2 separate regions of the Rattus norvegicus genome follow, and region 2 is linked to region 1. A link is a contact called in public Hi-C data. All regions are on one chromosome and are shown on one strand. Each heading gives the region's core, a stretch centred on a gene start, on an enhancer-like site or on the middle of the called end of the contact. The rest is flanking DNA. Distances are from core to core; before and after follow the strand shown.

Region 1 (4,535 bases), core at 1,292-3,791:
AGCATTGTGCAGTCCCTTAGCTACGTGCAGTGAGGGGTGTTACGGACAGGGGTTAGAGGAAAGGCTTCATTAATTCATGCAAAGAACTCTAGCGATAATAAATAAATCTGGTTTATTGGGACCGAAATAGAACTTCAAATATCTTCTTACTTTCCACTCAGTACTGCCACACCTACTGTGCTCCTGGGAGTGGACATAGTGGCAACAAAATTCCACTGGCGGGCCTGAGGGTCCCATCGCTCCACAGTATTCAGATAGCTCCAGCCGTCGTGCCCTCCGACTGCGTACATGGGGCCTTCCAGTACCGCCACACCTACCAGTGGACCAGGAAGAGAGAAGGACTTAAATCTGCTCAAAGCTCGGATTTAATCAAAATGTAAGTGCAATAAGTCTGAAACATGCAATCGTGACCAGTCACAAATAGGCGAGGACTCTTGTCTCCCTCAGGGCTTTTCTGAGGTAGATGGGGCTGAACCAGCACTGTGATTCTCTTCCTGAAAATTAGAGACAGTATTCTGAGGTTCAACAGGGGAAAGTTATTATGCACGTACTGCCATTTCCAAAACCTTCAGTCCTCAGGTTTCCAATCTTTTCTTTTCCCTCCAGGACTTTGGAATCCTGGGATTTACTGTAGCTGAGTCTGAGACCACGGCCTTGTGTTTATTGGTATCATCATCAAGGAACAGAGCCAGAAAAGGTCTCTTAAGTTTATACTGTTTCTACTCAGGAGGCCCTCCATACAACACGCCCTTGTGGGTCAGTACTGTCTTACAGGACACAGATGTGAAAGACATCAGGTGTGTGCCAACTTAAACCACGGAACAATGTAAGGGAGGGCAGAGGGAGCCAGGACACATGTGTGACATGTCAATAGGAGAAGCACGGGCGCCATTAGAGACCATGCACAGAGCAGGAGACGGCACAGCAACTGCGTTCGACTGAGCAGGTAATTGGAGGGGAGAGGACGGGAGACGAAGGAGTCAGGAATAACATTCTCTGACTTTATCCCTCAGAAGGGCTTCCTTCAGATTTCATTCTGAACGGGATGGAGTCAGCCAAGGATTTCTTGTCTTTCCTCAAACTCATGATCTTCCCTCCTGTGCTTCCCAAGGGCTGGAATTACAGGTGTGAACCACCACATCTGCTTAAGTAGAGCAATTTTTAAAAAGATGTATTTATTTGTTTTATTTATGTGAGTACACTGTAGCTGTTTTCAGATACACCAGAAGAGGGCATCAGATCCCACTGTGAGCCACTGTGTGGTCACTAGGAATTGAACTCAGGACCTCTAGAAGAGCAATCAGTGCTCTTAACCACTGAGCCATCTCTCCAGTACCCAAGTAGAAGATCTTAAGAAGAGGTATGACATGATTGTGGCCAAAAACACCTCTGTAATTCAAACCTAGGGATCTTGGCCAAGTTGGACAAAAGAGCCACCACTCACATGTGACCCAAACTAGCATATTATTTCACTTGTTTTATATGTGTGTGTGTGCGCGTGCACCAATAGTACTGGCTATTGAAGACTCATACACACAAACACACGCAAAATATACTTACACATATTTAAATTTGCATATATTACCAATTTTACAAAATATATCCAATTTCACATATACAAACTATCATTCATCAAAGGCCTAAAAGAAGGGCTCACTTAGTCCAACTTCTTGAATGGTGGATCTGAAAATACAGTTTAGCAGGGAAAGTCCTTCCTAAATGAAATCTTCATGTAATTCCCTCGCATGAAGAAATTTAAAAACTTCCTAATTAACTTCATCTTGTAAGATCAGATGTATACAATTTACCTATTAAAAGCAGATGGCAGCCAACAAGCATTTGTTACTCTAGCTACTGGGTTCCCACCACCCTGCATTGCATACAAATGGTGTCCGTATATGCATTCAGGTAAACACCCATATATGTAAAAAAATAGAATGAAAAGAAATGCCTGCATGTTTGGTTTGGGGATGTGTGTGAATTCAGTCATTTCTGCTTAAAAACCATAATAGACACACACACACACACACACACACACACTTTATCACTATTGCTTTTCATATAATATAAAATGATGGTTTTAGTGAGCATTTAACTGGGCTACCTATGTCAATTGCTAACACAAAGCGTAACGGCAAGAACATGGCTTGTCAGACCGGCGTGCTTCCCTGATTCCCGTGGATCCGATGATTTCCCTTTATGGAGTTCCATTTACGCACCTGCTCCTGCTCTGCTTTCTGCCTCTCAGGTATGAGGGATGCCTGGCAAGTGATGCTGACTGAACCCCTCACAGGTCTCCTGCCTGGTGCAGATGGGAACGACGCAGTGGCAGCCTGACGCATGGCTTCTAAGTAGGTGTGCAGATACACTTACCCAGCCCGTGCCTGTGTGTGGACATAGGCGGCATCACACTCCAGGTTTTTGTTTTGGGGTTGTAGCACTCTACGGTGTTCAAAGTCTTCAGCCCATCTCGCCCTCCGACCACGTACAGCTTGTCATCTAATACTGCGACACCGAACTGTAGCCGCCTCCCGTTCATGTTTGCCACAGGAGTCCACATATTGGTACGGAGGTCATATTTCTCAATGCTTGTTGCTCCTTAACAGGGACAAAGAGAGTTATGAGACTACAAACTCCACCACAGCCATGTTACAGACACAGAAGTAGGGTTTATCTTGTGGTGTGTGTGGTGTGTGGTGTGTGTGTGTGTGTGTGGTGTTTTTCTTTGTCGCTCTCCACTTGGTTTTTCAGAGGGGTCTCTCTGAACCCGGAACTCACTGTTTTGGTTAGGGTGGCTGGAGAGGGGGCTCCAGCAACCCACCTGTCTGCCTCCACAACAATGGGATTGCACGAGTGTGCCAGCTCTGTATGGTTTCTGGGGATCTGAATCGATAGCAACACTGTTATTGCATCTTATGAAGCACCTGCAGTGTGGCCTTTGTACCCGGTGACCTCTTCTCCCATCATTCTCCAGGCCTCAGCATTAAACCATCCAGCAGGAAATGTTCTTTGTTCAAAGAGGCCAGGAAGACACTCAGCAGTGGGAGGAAGTGCAGGGCAGCGGAGTATCATGGAAGTCAGAGGTACAAAGGTTTACAGCATCAGTCTGATAACAGTATCAACTGCACAGGAAGTAGAAAGCACAGAACTGGCTCCGTGGAGGGCTTTTGGGAGGACGCCTTATCTGAGTGGCTGAGATGTGGTGAGGAAGAAGTGCAGGGAGGGGGCAGCAGGGATTATTCTGAGGAGTCCGGCCAGTGTAGACAGGGTTCTGGGACAGGCCGAGCGAGGCCGTCTCCCTTTTCAGATCTGGATTGTTGGGTTGTTTATAGAAGTCAATGGAAGGGTCCAGGGGAAGGAAACCGGTGACCCAGGAGATAAAGGAGACAATTATTTTGTGGGTTCTGGAGGAAAGAACGGTAACAATAGGGTGGGGTGGGGCTGACTCCACACAGGGGAGGAGGCACCAGCCATGGCAAGGAGGAAGGACAAAGGTCACCCGGCAACCATGCTGTGGGAAGTGAAGGGAGTTACTACTCAAGGGGTTTACCATGGAAAATTCCAGAACTCTTGCTCTCTAAGACGTGGGACAGTGGAGATTTAGGAAAAGGTAAAAGAAAGCATCATTCTAAAAAAAAAAAAAAATCTAACTCCCAATTATGCCGAGCTTGAGTCTTTTTCCTCTCTAAGCTGATAATTTACCAGCCTGTTCTAGCTTTATAAAGGACTCCAGTGACAGCGAACACTTACTCCTCAGGCTTGAAACAGCAGACCTTCAGAGCTCCTCTGCTGATGAACACTGGAGCGTCTGGCCCCACATGGATGCTGTGTCCTCATACTTACTGACCGGCCCCACACGGATGCTGTGTCCTCATACTTCCTGACTGGCCCCACACGGATGCTGTGTCCTCATACTTACTGACCGGCCCTACACATGGATGCTGTGTCCTCATACTTACTGACTGGCCCTACACATGGATGCTGTGTCCTCATACTTACTGACCGGCCCCACATGGATGCTGTGTCCTCATACTTACTGACCGGCCCTACACATGGATGCTGTGTCCTCATACTTACTGACTGGCCCCACACATGGATGCTGTGTCCTCATACTTACTGACCGGCCCTACACATGGATGCTGTGTCCTCATACTTACTGACCGGCCCCACACATGGATGCTGTGTCCTCATACTTACTGACCGGCCCCACACATGGATGCTGTGTCCTCATACTTACTGACCGGCCCTACACACTCTAAGGTTTTTGAGACTGACACCAAGTCTCATTCCACCTTCGTATTCTCACAGCGCTAAACAAAATCCCTTCTAAATATCAGTTGGTTAAAAGTAGTGTTTACTTTGCATAATCTTTCTTTATAATATTTGGCAATAATATTTTATTCATATACTTAGATTATATTCATGTGTAAATTATCAAGATTGTATGCATTTGATTCTTCACTCCAACCATCACCTTAAAATCTTCTATCAAATAAATTTAAATAAAATAAAAATCGTCTTTCATCAAGGAAAAA
Region 2 (4,617 bases), core at 1,312-3,811, 130 kb after region 1:
GAGCAGCCAGTGCTGAGTTCCAACAACATCCTGAAATATATCTTGAAATTCTCAGAATGTCTGCCTCTTGCAGCAAATGCAAACACATGTTTATGGATGGAGTATGCCCAGGTCTTAACTATGTAAATTCACAAAAGGACCTCATTCAAAATGAGTCAAATCATTTCCACGGGCTTTTAAGGGATGTGAGTATGTATACATAGCCGGTATTACCCACCCCTTTCTCAGGTCAGCCCCATGGTCCTGAAATCACAGGGCAGAGGCGGCTAGGGTCTAAACCACAACCGGTTTATAGAACGCTCCACACAGAGGACCCTGGAGAGATAATTTTAAAAAATGACCAACAGATGAAGTTTAGGAAGGGTATCTAGAACATGTAAGTTTCTCTCCTTGGCCAGAGGGTAATTATTGGGTACCATATTTGTGGTGCACAAATATAGTAAATTGATATGCTAATGCACGTGTTTAAACTGGCAGCCAAGACAGAGATCTGGGGTGGGAGACCGAGTATTGAGGCTGAGTCTCACTATATCGCTTGTGTTGGCTTTGAATTCACCATCCTCCTGCCTCAGACCTCTGAGTACTGGGACTGCTGGTATATGGCACCATGCCTGGCTTTCCAGAAGATAGATTTTCTTATACTATATTCTTATACTATATTCTGCCATCCAGGGTTTCTATTAGATGTGTCTGTCCACTGGACTTGTCCCCACAGTTCCTGCCCCTTCTGGTTGACCCCATTGCATGACTGTGTCCTAAGCAATGACACTGGCTGCCAACACTTGGTTAATTTTTGTCCACTGACAGTTCTGCTTAATAGCAAGACACAGTGCCCAGCAGCATTGCCATTGGTTCTCGGGCAGCATTCCTGACGCTACGCACTCTCCAGAGTTTGCTCTGGCCTCTCTGTGAAGATGATGGCACTGCACATTGCCCATGTTCCACGGCTGCTTGGGAGGCCCTGTGGCTACCCCATGTGCAAGAATATGACAGCCTAGTGTCTAGTGGAAGATCCTCCCTAACTCTGCCCACGTGCAGAATACAATGTCCATGCTCTAAAACTAGGAAGGCATCTGGGACTGCTTCTCTCTTACATCCCTGGTTTTTTTTGTTTGTTTTGTTTTTTTATAGAGCCACAGCAGTGCTTAGGGAGCCTCCCATCTGTGCAGCTGCTGCTACAGAGTCCTGGTGAGTAGGCAGGTCAGGCAGTGAGCCCTCCCTCATAGGGGACTCTACGCTTGTCGCTGAATGAGCAGACGTTCTACATCATTTTTGTTAACCTGAAACAGCCTCAGCTAAAAGTTATCAGGAACGGAGGGAAACGCCTGTTTTTATGAAAATCACCAGTGGGTAATAATCCTCCACTGCAGCCAATAATCACAGTGTCAAACTTGGCAGCGAAAATCTGTGTCTGCTGGGGGAAAATGGTGGCAGGAAATAACATGCAAGCTTAGCATTTCCTTTTATAATCAGGAATTCTCGAAAATTAGGCATCGCTGCTCTATCAGACGCTTTACAGCTGGCTGAGTTACAGAAATGTGCATGTACACACACACACACACACACACACACACACACACACAGACTGTTAGACTGTGAATGATAGGATTTAGAATTCCAATAACACTTCCTGACTGGGAGGAAGACATGAGAAAAAAAGAACTGTAACATTCACTTTGATTCGGAGTACTTTCTCTCTCAGGGCTACTTACCTCTAAAAGCACGCTATCGATCATGGGGTTAAGGACTTCAGCCTTCTTGTTGCTCTGTGAAATTGAACGTATGAAATTGGCGGATTAGGGCCTCGTACTGTAAGGCTTAGCACGTCAAACTCAAGATACCGCTTTGTAGAGGAATGTCTTAGAGAAGGAAGTGCACTCACTGTCCAGCAGGCTTTGCCTTTGTGCCTTCCTGATGCTGTCTCTAATTCTACCAGCAATCCTAGGAGGGGTTTGGTGCTGCAATGAACCTCGCACTGGCCAGATGAGGAAATAGTGATCGGGGAGGTTGAGCAATTCACGTGAGTTCACACTGCTAGGAATGTAAACTCTTTTTAACGGCAGGAAGTTGGTAGCTAATTGGATTCTGTCTCCTACTTGCCCAATTTGCCTGACACCATCCTACACCCAGATCAGCTGGGGTTACAATAGTGAATAGGGTTAATAGTGAATTTGTCATGATCTTATTACTGTGCTTTTAAAAAATAATCTTTTTGGTCTTTGTGTAGTCCAGACTAGCACAAACCCATGATCCTCCTGCCTCCTGCCTCCAGGGGCTGAGATTACAGACATGTGCCACACCTCACTGCACATTTCAAATAAGATATCTGTATAGCTTACTGAAATTCTTATTCTTAAGAACTTTATTCTATTTATTTTAAATTAGTTGTATACAATGTCGGTGTGGGGTATGTGCTTGGGAGTCCAGGTGCCCTCAGGGGCCAGAAGAGGGCACTGGAGTCTCTGAACCTGGAATTATAGACAGTCATGATCTTCAATATGTAACATGTGGGTGTTGGGAACTGAACTTGGGCCCTTTGGAAGTAGTACGCGCTTGTAACTACTGAGTCATCTCTCCAGCCCCTGAGACGACTCAGAATTTCCAGTCCTTCACTTAACTATCCATCCTGGTAGTCTAGTCTGTCTGTTCCTTGTTTTCTTGGATCTCTCTCTCCCCCTGTCCCTCCACCTCGCCTGTGAACACAGTTACTGTAGGTTATCTGCCAGAAGAGCAATACGGTGAGAGCATGCTTAAATAGAACTTTCAAATAGGTCTGAAAACCACGAGTGTGTGTATGGCGTGGAGAATGAAGCCCCGTTTTAGGGCTCCAGAAGGGAGAGATAATCGTATTCTTATTTTTATTACTCGGTTGTCAATCAGCAGGCTTCCCTATCTAAAATGCTCAACTGACTCCTACAGGAATGAATCATTAATGGGGCAATCTTAGTCGTCTGGGTTCCCTTCCTGTACCTGGAAGGCAAGCAAACAAAAGCATCTGAATTAAGTATATCTTTCCAGAGAAGACTTCCTTCACTGACATTACTCTTCAGAGACTGATGCCCTTTTGAGGAAAGCACAGTGGAGTCTGGCAGGGGGTGGGGAAGAACCTCTTCAAACACTCAAGTCCACCTTAGTAAGTAACCAGAGAAACCATGATAGAATTTGCTCTCATGTTTATGTGATTATCAATAAACCTCTAAGATACAATCAAAACAAGGGCAGCAAGATGACATCGGTTTTCAGAATCGATGAGATATGTGAGCCATTTAAACGGAGCCTGGAGAGCAATGCATGCTCGTTGGCTTCGAGTTATGAATAATGGCTGCTTTGGAGAGCAGAAACAATGATGGATGTAAATGACTCTTCAGAGCTGCAGAGTGGGACTTTGTGGCATGTGGTGAGCTCCATTTTAGATGTAGCTTTCACCGTCTCCAAATGGACAACATGCATTTGCTGATGTTTGCACTTGAAAATGTCCGTGCTTGTGTTTGGGCACGCATACAATTGTAAGTCCAAGCACATACCCACCTGCCAGAAACTTGGCCCGGCCAATGTAGACCTTGGCTCAGGAAAGATCTTGGCTTGGCCACCCTAGGGCTAATTAACAATGCAAAATCCCTGTCCTCAGCTCACACAGACAGGCTGAATAAGAATCTGCATTTTAACAAGGTCTCAGGTGGTTGCCAGGCATGCTTTGGGAAGCACTATGCTAGAGTCTGATGTAGTGTAAGGAGGAGAAAACAGTGTCCCTTATACCACTGACTCCGGGAGAAAAACCCACCCCACACAATTCATATGAAACCCCACAGACAATGCGGGGACACTAAACAGTTGATTATCTGTCTAACACCTGACAGGTGGGGAGCTAGGTCAATGGAGAGGCCTGGGTGTATCAGCTCCTCTCTTTGGAACTTGGGGTCCTCAGCTAGTGAACTGCAGAAAGTGGGGAGACGCAGCAGAAGAATTTGGAAGCTGAATTGATGAGGAAAGCCCTCACATTGTTTTGGGAACCCACCATTCCCACCATAGCCTGTCATCAGGTAACTTGGAGTAGAGGGCTGTGCTTCCGTATCGACATCCCAATGACTCTATCAATGGCTTCTATCTCCCCATCACTCTGCTTACAGATGACGACACAGCATTGCTGAAAACCTAAATCAGGTTAAGCCCAAGACAGAATGAGCAAGCCAGACTTCTTGACAGCAGAATGGTTTGGTGGCCTGTATTAACTCACCCTTTATCCAAAGAGTCCTAAGTGAAAATACGGGGGACAGAGATCCCATTTCTTTTAAGAACTGCTCTTTGCCTAGAGTGCAGTTACAACCCAGCAGCTACGCAGATCTACATGGTGATCTTGCCCCCAACCTCAGCTGAGTGACACCAACATGGCCATCTGACCCTCTGACCCATGTTGGTGGTTTTCTGAAGCTTCTGACTCAGAAAAAGGAATGTGAAAGACGAGACAGATTGTAGTGATGTTTCAGAGTGGGAGTGAGCTCTGTCGCTGGGTCTCCAAAGCTGTTCACAATCTTCCACCAATTTCCATAAAGCTCCCCTTTATCTGAGCCATTTGTAGCCCACCCCCAGAGGCCTAAGAGAGAGAGCATAGCCCTGGTT

The links. A called contact is a pair of places that touch in the nucleus more often than the background predicts.
Region 2: a Hi-C map of liver shows a contact between it and region 1, with 2.7 times the contacts expected there. The contact joins two enhancer-like sites. A contact is called at or near these places in 3 of 12 Hi-C or Micro-C datasets (the A7r5 cell line and liver).

The regions. Positions count from the first base shown.
Region 1 is chr14:43,504,635-43,509,169 of GRCr8, forward strand. Klhl5 (kelch-like family member 5) reads right to left here. Exons shown (of 11, transcript NM_001047093.1): 7 at 2,374-2,598; 8 at 151-313. Among named protein-coding and RNA genes, the nearest start is that of Slc25a51l1, 9.9 kb to the left of the region's middle. Within about 2 kb of position 2,542, at least 9 of the 93 cell types and tissues checked have an H3K27ac peak or open chromatin away from gene starts, as enhancers often do. A contact at or near this core is called in liver, where this site is marked.
Region 2 is chr14:43,631,105-43,635,721 of GRCr8, forward strand. Fam114a1 (family with sequence similarity 114, member A1) reads right to left here. Exons shown (of 14, transcript NM_001399036.1): 13 at 1,713-1,766. Among named protein-coding and RNA genes, the nearest start is that of Tmem156, 56 kb to the left of the region's middle. Within about 2 kb of position 2,562, at least 36 of the 93 cell types and tissues checked have an H3K27ac peak or open chromatin away from gene starts, as enhancers often do. A contact at or near this core is called in liver, where this site is marked.